Linked DNA regions of Anser cygnoides: region 1 is linked to region 2. Evidence: chromatin contacts called from public Hi-C data. All regions are on one chromosome and are shown on one strand. The core of a region is the stretch at or near the end of the contact, and the rest is flanking DNA. Distances in the headings are between cores, read along the strand shown.

Evidence for each region. Hi-C and Micro-C count contacts between places; a contact is called where the count stands out from the background.
Region 1: a contact with region 2 is called in a Hi-C map of liver, with 2.6 times the contacts expected there. The contact joins the promoter of GNMT here to the promoter of KLC4 in region 2. A contact is called at or near these places in 2 of 7 Hi-C or Micro-C datasets (both in liver).

The regions. Positions count from the first base shown.
Region 1 is chr3:14,435,580-14,438,871 of Taihu_goose_T2T_genome, reverse strand. It overlaps GNMT (glycine N-methyltransferase), which reads left to right and starts at 1,975. Exons shown (of 6, transcript XM_066993522.1): 1 at 1,975-2,285; 2 at 2,374-2,501; 3 at 2,600-2,713; 4 at 3,203-3,292. The coding sequence starts at 2,080.
Region 2 is chr3:14,171,330-14,174,491 of Taihu_goose_T2T_genome, reverse strand. KLC4 (kinesin light chain 4) reads left to right here and starts at 1,748. Exons shown (of 17, transcript XM_066993497.1): 1 at 1,748-1,900; 2 at 2,803-2,950. MRPL2 (mitochondrial ribosomal protein L2) reads right to left here and starts at 1,586. Exons shown (of 6, transcript XM_066993511.1): 1 at 1,300-1,586; 2 at 825-948; 3 at 616-731; 4 at 422-532; 5 at 117-190; 6 at 1-31. The coding sequence starts at 1,546.

The sequences.
Region 1 (3,292 bases), core at 726-3,225, 260 kb before region 2:
CCAGTCTTATTTGCTAGTTACCCAAATGTTCTTGGGTTGTGGCGGGATCCACACTCCGTCCACAGGTACTGTCATCGTCAGGACGGCAATGGCTGACGTAATGATGACTGGAGCCATCTCGCTGGGACCCATCTCGGCCCCGCATCTCATTTCGCTGAGCAGAATGTCGGAGTTTATGGCAGTAGGAAGGGCGCTGCGCAGAGACCTTTTGGGCCCGCATAATTTCTGCAGGCCCCGTGGAGCCGAAGCTGCATTCCCCATGAACTTCGGTCAAGCATCGCGGCACCTGGGCATCCGTCGCCAGCGGTCCCCTGGCTCCCGTTGGGATCAGGGTAATGGTATCAGAGAGTGTTACTGGCGCTTCTGCTGGTGCAGGTGTACAAGCTGGGGCTGCCAGTGCCAGGGGTGGCCTGTGTCGGCGCATGTCCTCTTGTTGCGCTGGCTCGGCATTTTTGGGGGGCATTTCCTTTTAAAGTGACCAGTTTCCCCCCAGTAAAAGCGTTTGGAGGATCTGGCGTGGAAAGCCGCAAAAGCCTACATTAAAAGGTTAACCTGATGCGGTTGGGTGTCCACCTTCTGACGCGTCTATCGTGTCCGTAAGTGCAGGATTTCGCGGGGTTTTTAAGATCCGTTGGCAATCCGCAGTAGCATTTTCAACCGCCAGCTGTTCCAACAAAACTTCCCGAGCTGCAGCAAGATCTACTTACCTGTAAAGGGCACCTAGCAGCCGCTCCAGAAATTGCATAAAAGAATCCTGCGGCCCTTGCTTCATGGTGACAGAAGACTGTGTAGGCTTTCCAGCATCTCCACATAACAGATCACGGGCTGGTCAGCCTAGGTTTTCAACTGCTTGTTGGCCCACTAGCCGGCGCCGTTGGCTAGACCGCACCATGAATCGAGTGGCTGTTGGAAGTGTTCATGCTGTAGTCTGACAGTCGTGCGGCGCCAGGACGTGCGTTTCAGACACCGACTGCAAGAAGCTCATGGTGTACGGTCACAGGAGCCCCCGCCTGTCCCCAGGTGTCTGGGTGTGTTGTTTTAGGGTATCAGACATCGTTCGCCATGCTGTGAGCAGCCCACCACTGTTCTGTCACCTCACCTGACTGAGTCCTGGAGTTTAACCCCGATTTGGTGTCAGGTCTCAGGCTTGTAGATTGAACTAGAGTCCATCCCCCACGCAAACAGCATTCTGAGATCTAGGACCGGTATAATTTTCCCATGCTTTTATCAAAATGTTTTCCATTAGAGTTAACACCGTTTTCTGTTCCTGGGATGTTTCGCTCCCCATAGTCCTCGGCTGCTTACCTCCATCCCGCAGAAGGCGATGAGTCGTGCACGAACTCGCCCCCTTTCAGCGACCCAAGTTCGCCACCTGTGAGCGAAGTGCTCCGGGCGCCTTTTGGGGCAGGGGGAGAGGCACAGCCTCCAACGTGCCGGATCGAAATCAGACTTTACTAGGCCACGTGTGCTCTTTGTGCACCCTAGGCACAGAGGCCCGGTAACTTTCCACTTGTGCCCGCAGGAGATTTTTCACGGTGCTTTCCGCAGGACCTCGTGCGTGTCACGCACACCCTCAGCGGTGCTGTTTTCGCACCAGCACTCCCTCACCCCGTACGCCTCCCTTGCTCCTCCTGGCTCTCCCCACGGCTTCCGGCCCCTCGGTTCACCCACAGTTAACCCCCCGCACGCTTCAGCCCCCCCCAGCCGCTGGCAGCCCGGGGACGGAGCCCCCGCCCCGCTCGGCTGCAACGAAGGCGTCGACCCCGACCCCCTCCGCCGCCGCCGGGCCGTGGCGCGCAGCCGGAGGGCGGGAAGAGGGCGGGCGGCGCCGATTGGCCGAGAGGGGCGGCGGGGGGCGTGGCGCGGGAAGGGGCGCGGCAGGGGATTGGCGGGCGGCGGGGGGAGTGCGGGGGGCGTGGCGAAGGAGTGGCGCGCCGGGAGGAGTGGCGCGCCCGGGGGAGTGGCGCGCCGGGAGCGGGGCCGAGGCCGGAGCGGGGCCGGGGCCGGAGCGGGGCCGGGGCCGGAGCGGGGCCGGGGCCGGAGCCGGAGCCGGGGTCGGGGCCGGAGCGGGCGGCGGAGATGGTGGACAGCGTGTACCGGACGCGGTCGCTGGGGGTGGCGGCGGAGGGGCTGCCGGACCAGTACGCGGACGGGCGGGCGGCCCGCGTGTGGCAGCTGTACATCGGGGACACGCGGAGCCGCACGGCCGAGTACCGCAGCTGGCTCCTGGCGCTGCTCCGCCAGCACCGCTGCCGCTCCGTGCTCGACGTGGCCTGCGGCACCGGGTGAGGCACCGCGCACCGGTGAGCTCCCTCCCTCCCCAGCCCCCTCCCCCCGAGCCCTCCTCAGCACCCCTGACAGCCGTGTCCCCAGGGTGGACTCCATCATGCTGCTGGAGGAGGGCTTCCAGGTGACCAGCGTGGACGCCAGCGACAAGATGCTCAAGTACGCGCTGAAGGAGCGCTGGGAGCGGCGCAAGGAGGAGCCCTTCGACCGATGGGGTGCGGGGCTTGCTGGGGCGAGGGGGAGGGGGAAGCTTGCGGGCAGGGGGTGTTGGGGGAGGGGGGGCGCTGCCCTCATACCTTCCCCTGCGCTGCAGTCATCGAGGAGGCCAACTGGCTCACACTGGAGAAGGACCTGGAGAAGCCAGGGGACGGGTTCGACGCCGTCATCTGCCTGGGCAACTCCTTCGCGCACCTGCCTGACTTCAAAGGTGAGGCCAGGGAGGGTTGGGAGGGCTCGGGGAGGGTATCACATACCCACATATACCCCTACACAGAGCCTCCCAGGAGGCTGAGAACTTTCCCTAACTCATGCCACGAGTGGATTACCCGAGGTGGCATTGCTGTGTTGCAGCGTGTCGCCAGGGAACGTGCCCCAGTTCGTGGCACGAGCGGGGCCACCGGGCCCCGGGGGTGCTGGGGCTGCGTGCGTCTGTGTCGCGTCCCTGGCAAGGCTGAAGGCACACCCAGACTCGTGCCACAAGTGGGGCTGTGGGTTCCCTGCGCTGCCCCAGCGAGGCTGAGAACGTGCCTGAGCTCATACCGTGGGTGGGGCTGTGGGTTCCCTGAGCTAAGAGCTGGGGGGGGGGGGGGGGGGGCAGTGATTTGTATGTGGGTGAAATGAGGGGGGTGGTGGTGGTGGTCCTGTGGATACGAGGGCACAGCCCCTGCCTGGGGACGCTGCGGTTCCCTCCCCGCAGGGGACCAGAGCGACCACAAGCTGGCCCTGAGGAACATCGCCAGCATGGTGCGGCCCGGGGGCGTCCTGGTCATCGACCACCGCAACTACG
Region 2 (3,162 bases), core at 499-2,998:
GGCCCACCGTGGCCACGCAGGTCTCCAGCACCTGGGGGGGGCAGAGGAGAGCCGTGAGCCCCCCGCTGTGAGCTAGGGGCCAGGCGGCTGGGGAAGGGCCGGCGCGGCTCCGCTACCTGTATTTGCCTCTTGGAGGGCAGCTGCACGATGGCCGTCCCGTTCACCTTCCGCAGCAGCACCCCACAAGTCCCTGCAGCGGGCGAGAGGAGGAGGGAGCTGTGCTGAGCGGCAGGACTTTGTCCCAAACCACCACGGGGAGCACGCCCCCAAACACCCGTGCCCCTCATGCAGCACCTCCTCCGGAGGACAGACCCTCAGGGACACCCTCGGGAGGCAGCGTCACGCAGCTGTCCCCACCCCTACAGGGCACGGCTTTGGGGAGAGGAGAGGACAGCCAGCGGGTGCCCCCGCGCAGACGCACCGGCCGCGCGGATGTACTGCGCTCCCTTGCCGGGGTGGCTCTCCAGGTTGCAGATCAGCGTGCCCACGGGCAGGGCCCCCAGCGGGTAGGCGTCCCCTTCGTTGGCCGACACTGCGGGGGACAACCCGGTGAGCGTGGCACGGAGCGGCCAGCGGGCCCCCAGCAGGGCGGGCACGCAGCCCCGGGGCGTGCACCTGCCATCCTGCTGATGCGGGACGAGTTCTTGATGATATCCCCCGGCTGCATGTTCTCCGTGGCGATGATCCAGCGCTTCCGGTTGCCGCCGGCCACCAGCGCGATGTCGGCCGACCTGCGGGGGGGGCGGGGGGGGGGAAGGCGCGGGCGGGCGGTCAGAGCAGGGCCGACCGCACTGCAGGACCCGCCCGCGGCGCCCGGCGCTCACCTGCACGGGTCGTATCGCACGCCGATGACCTTCTCGGTGCCCTCCTCGTAGCGCAGCCGCTGGAAGTCGATCATGCGGTACCGCCGCTTGTGGCCCCCGCCGATGCCCCGCACACGGATGCGACCTGTGGGATGGGGGGGGGGTGGCTCCACACGGGTCGGGGTCCCCTCAGCTCCCCGGGTCCCCCCCCAGCCCCAGTGCCCCCCCCAGGTCCTCTCAGCCCCCCGGTGCCACCCTCACCCTCCGGGTCCCCTCAGCCCCCCAGTGCCCACCCCAGCCCCGGTGCCCCCAGCCCCGGTGCCCCCCCGGTGCTCCCCTCAGCCCCCGGTGCCCCCTAAGCCCCCCGGGTCCCCTCAGTCCCCAAGGTCACCTCAGCCCCCCAGCGTCCCCCCCCTGCCCCGGTGCCCCCCCCCAGATCCCCTCAGCCCCCCGGTGCCCACTCAGCCCCCGGGTCCCCTCAGCCCCCGGTGCCCACCTGTGTGGTCGCGCCCCCCCGTCTTCCTCATGCCCACGGGCCGCACCGTGTACTTGACGCGGCACTTCCACGTGGGGTCGGTGGTGCAGCGCGCCGCCGAGGCGCTCAGGCAGCGGCAGGCGGCCGCCAGGGCCCCGCCGGACGGCGATATCGCGACAGGCCGGGCGGCGGCGACAGCGGCGACAGCGGCGCGGGGAGCCGACAGCGCGAGCGCCCCCAGGGCCCGGCACAGCGCCGCGGCCGCCATCTTGCGCACCGCCCCCCCCGCCCCGTCCCGGGCTACCACTGCGCGTGCGCGTCGCGGCTACGGGCGAGGGGGCGCGGTCACGGGGAGGGGGTGTGGCCAAGCGGAGGGGGCGTGGCCAAGCGCCAGGTGGGGGCGTGGCTCCGCTCCCGGTGTTGGCGCGAGGGGGCGCGCGGGCGCCGGTGGCGGCTGGCGGCGGCCATGTTGCGTTTAAAGGGGCCGCGCCGCTGAGCGGGGGGGGAGGGGAGGGGAGGGGAGAAGCGGGGAGAGGGGGGGGCGGATTTGGGCCGGGCCCCGCCCCGTGCCGCCGCCGCCGCCGCTGCCTCGCACCGGTCTCCGCCGCCCTGTGCCGAGCAGGTAGGAGCGGGACGGGGGGGGGGTCCGGGGGGGTTTGGGGGGGATTTAGGGCCGGTGGGGCGGGTCTGCGGCACGGGGAGGCGCCAGGCCTGTAGGCCCCGGGGCCGCCCTGTCAGCAGGCTGCGGTGGCTTTGCCCTCCGGGGTCAGGCAGGGCGGGCAGGGGGGTGTCCCCACAAAAACGGGGTGTCCCCAAAAAAATAGGGGGCCTCCCCAAAATAAGGGTGTCCTCCCAAGAATAGGGTGCCTCCCCAAAATAGGGTGCCCCCCCTCCCAAGAATAGGGTGCCTCCCCAAAATAGGGTGCCCCCCCGAAGCCCCCTTCCCATGCCTCCCGCCCTGCGGCACCCCGACCCCGCTGTCCCCAGGGAGCCCCCCTGGGCAGGTGCGGGCCCCCCAGGCCAGCACGGCCCCGATACGTTTCGGGGTGCTCCGTGGTGCCCCGCCGCACCGCCGAGGCCCTGTGCGAAGCCCCGTTGGCCGCAGGGCCGTGGCGATCGTCCTCGCTCCCAGCCAGGCCTGGTGCCGTAGGGCTGCCGGGGAGCCTGTCCCCGGAGCCAGCCGGGGCATGGAAATAGGGCCTGGGCGGCTGCGGGGGGCAGCCCTGCGGCTCCATGAGCTGGGCTTCGGGGAGGTGTCGGCCGTGGGGCGATGCCGCCACGCAGGTAAGGGCGATAACGAACAGGGATGCAAACCCCCCAAGCCATAGGATCGATGTTTGGATGTGCTTCTGGGAGCCCGGAGGGAACGGCATCAGCCCCCCGCCCCGAGCCCTCAGATGGGGGCAGCCCCCCAGCAGCAGCTCGGTGGCAGCCGTGGGGTCGGTGTGCGTGGCGCTGCCAGCGGAGCGGTGGGGCCGTGGTGTTCCTGGAGCCCGGCCGCATCTCCTCCCCTCCCCCCCGCAGTGTGGTTGGCGCTGCTGCTGCTGCTGCTGGAAGCCGAGGGCAGCGCCGTGGGAGCCCCGCGTCGCCGCCACCGCCGCCGTGCCCACTGCTCCTCCGCGGCACCGCTGGGGCAGGCGGGAGCGCCGGACAAGCCACTGCAGGCATCCAGGTACCGCTCCTCGGCGGAAGATTCCCTTCTGGTGACTGGGACGGGCAGGGCGCCCGGCCGTCCCGTAACAAAGGGCCGCTTTGAACTGCAGTTTTGGGGAGAGCCGGCGGAAAGTTTTCCCCTGGGGGAGCTTGCAGGAAGGCAGGTAGGCGCGGAACCACGCTGCGGCGACGCCGGGGAGGGATGGAGGGGTTTCGTCTCTGCTTTCCTCG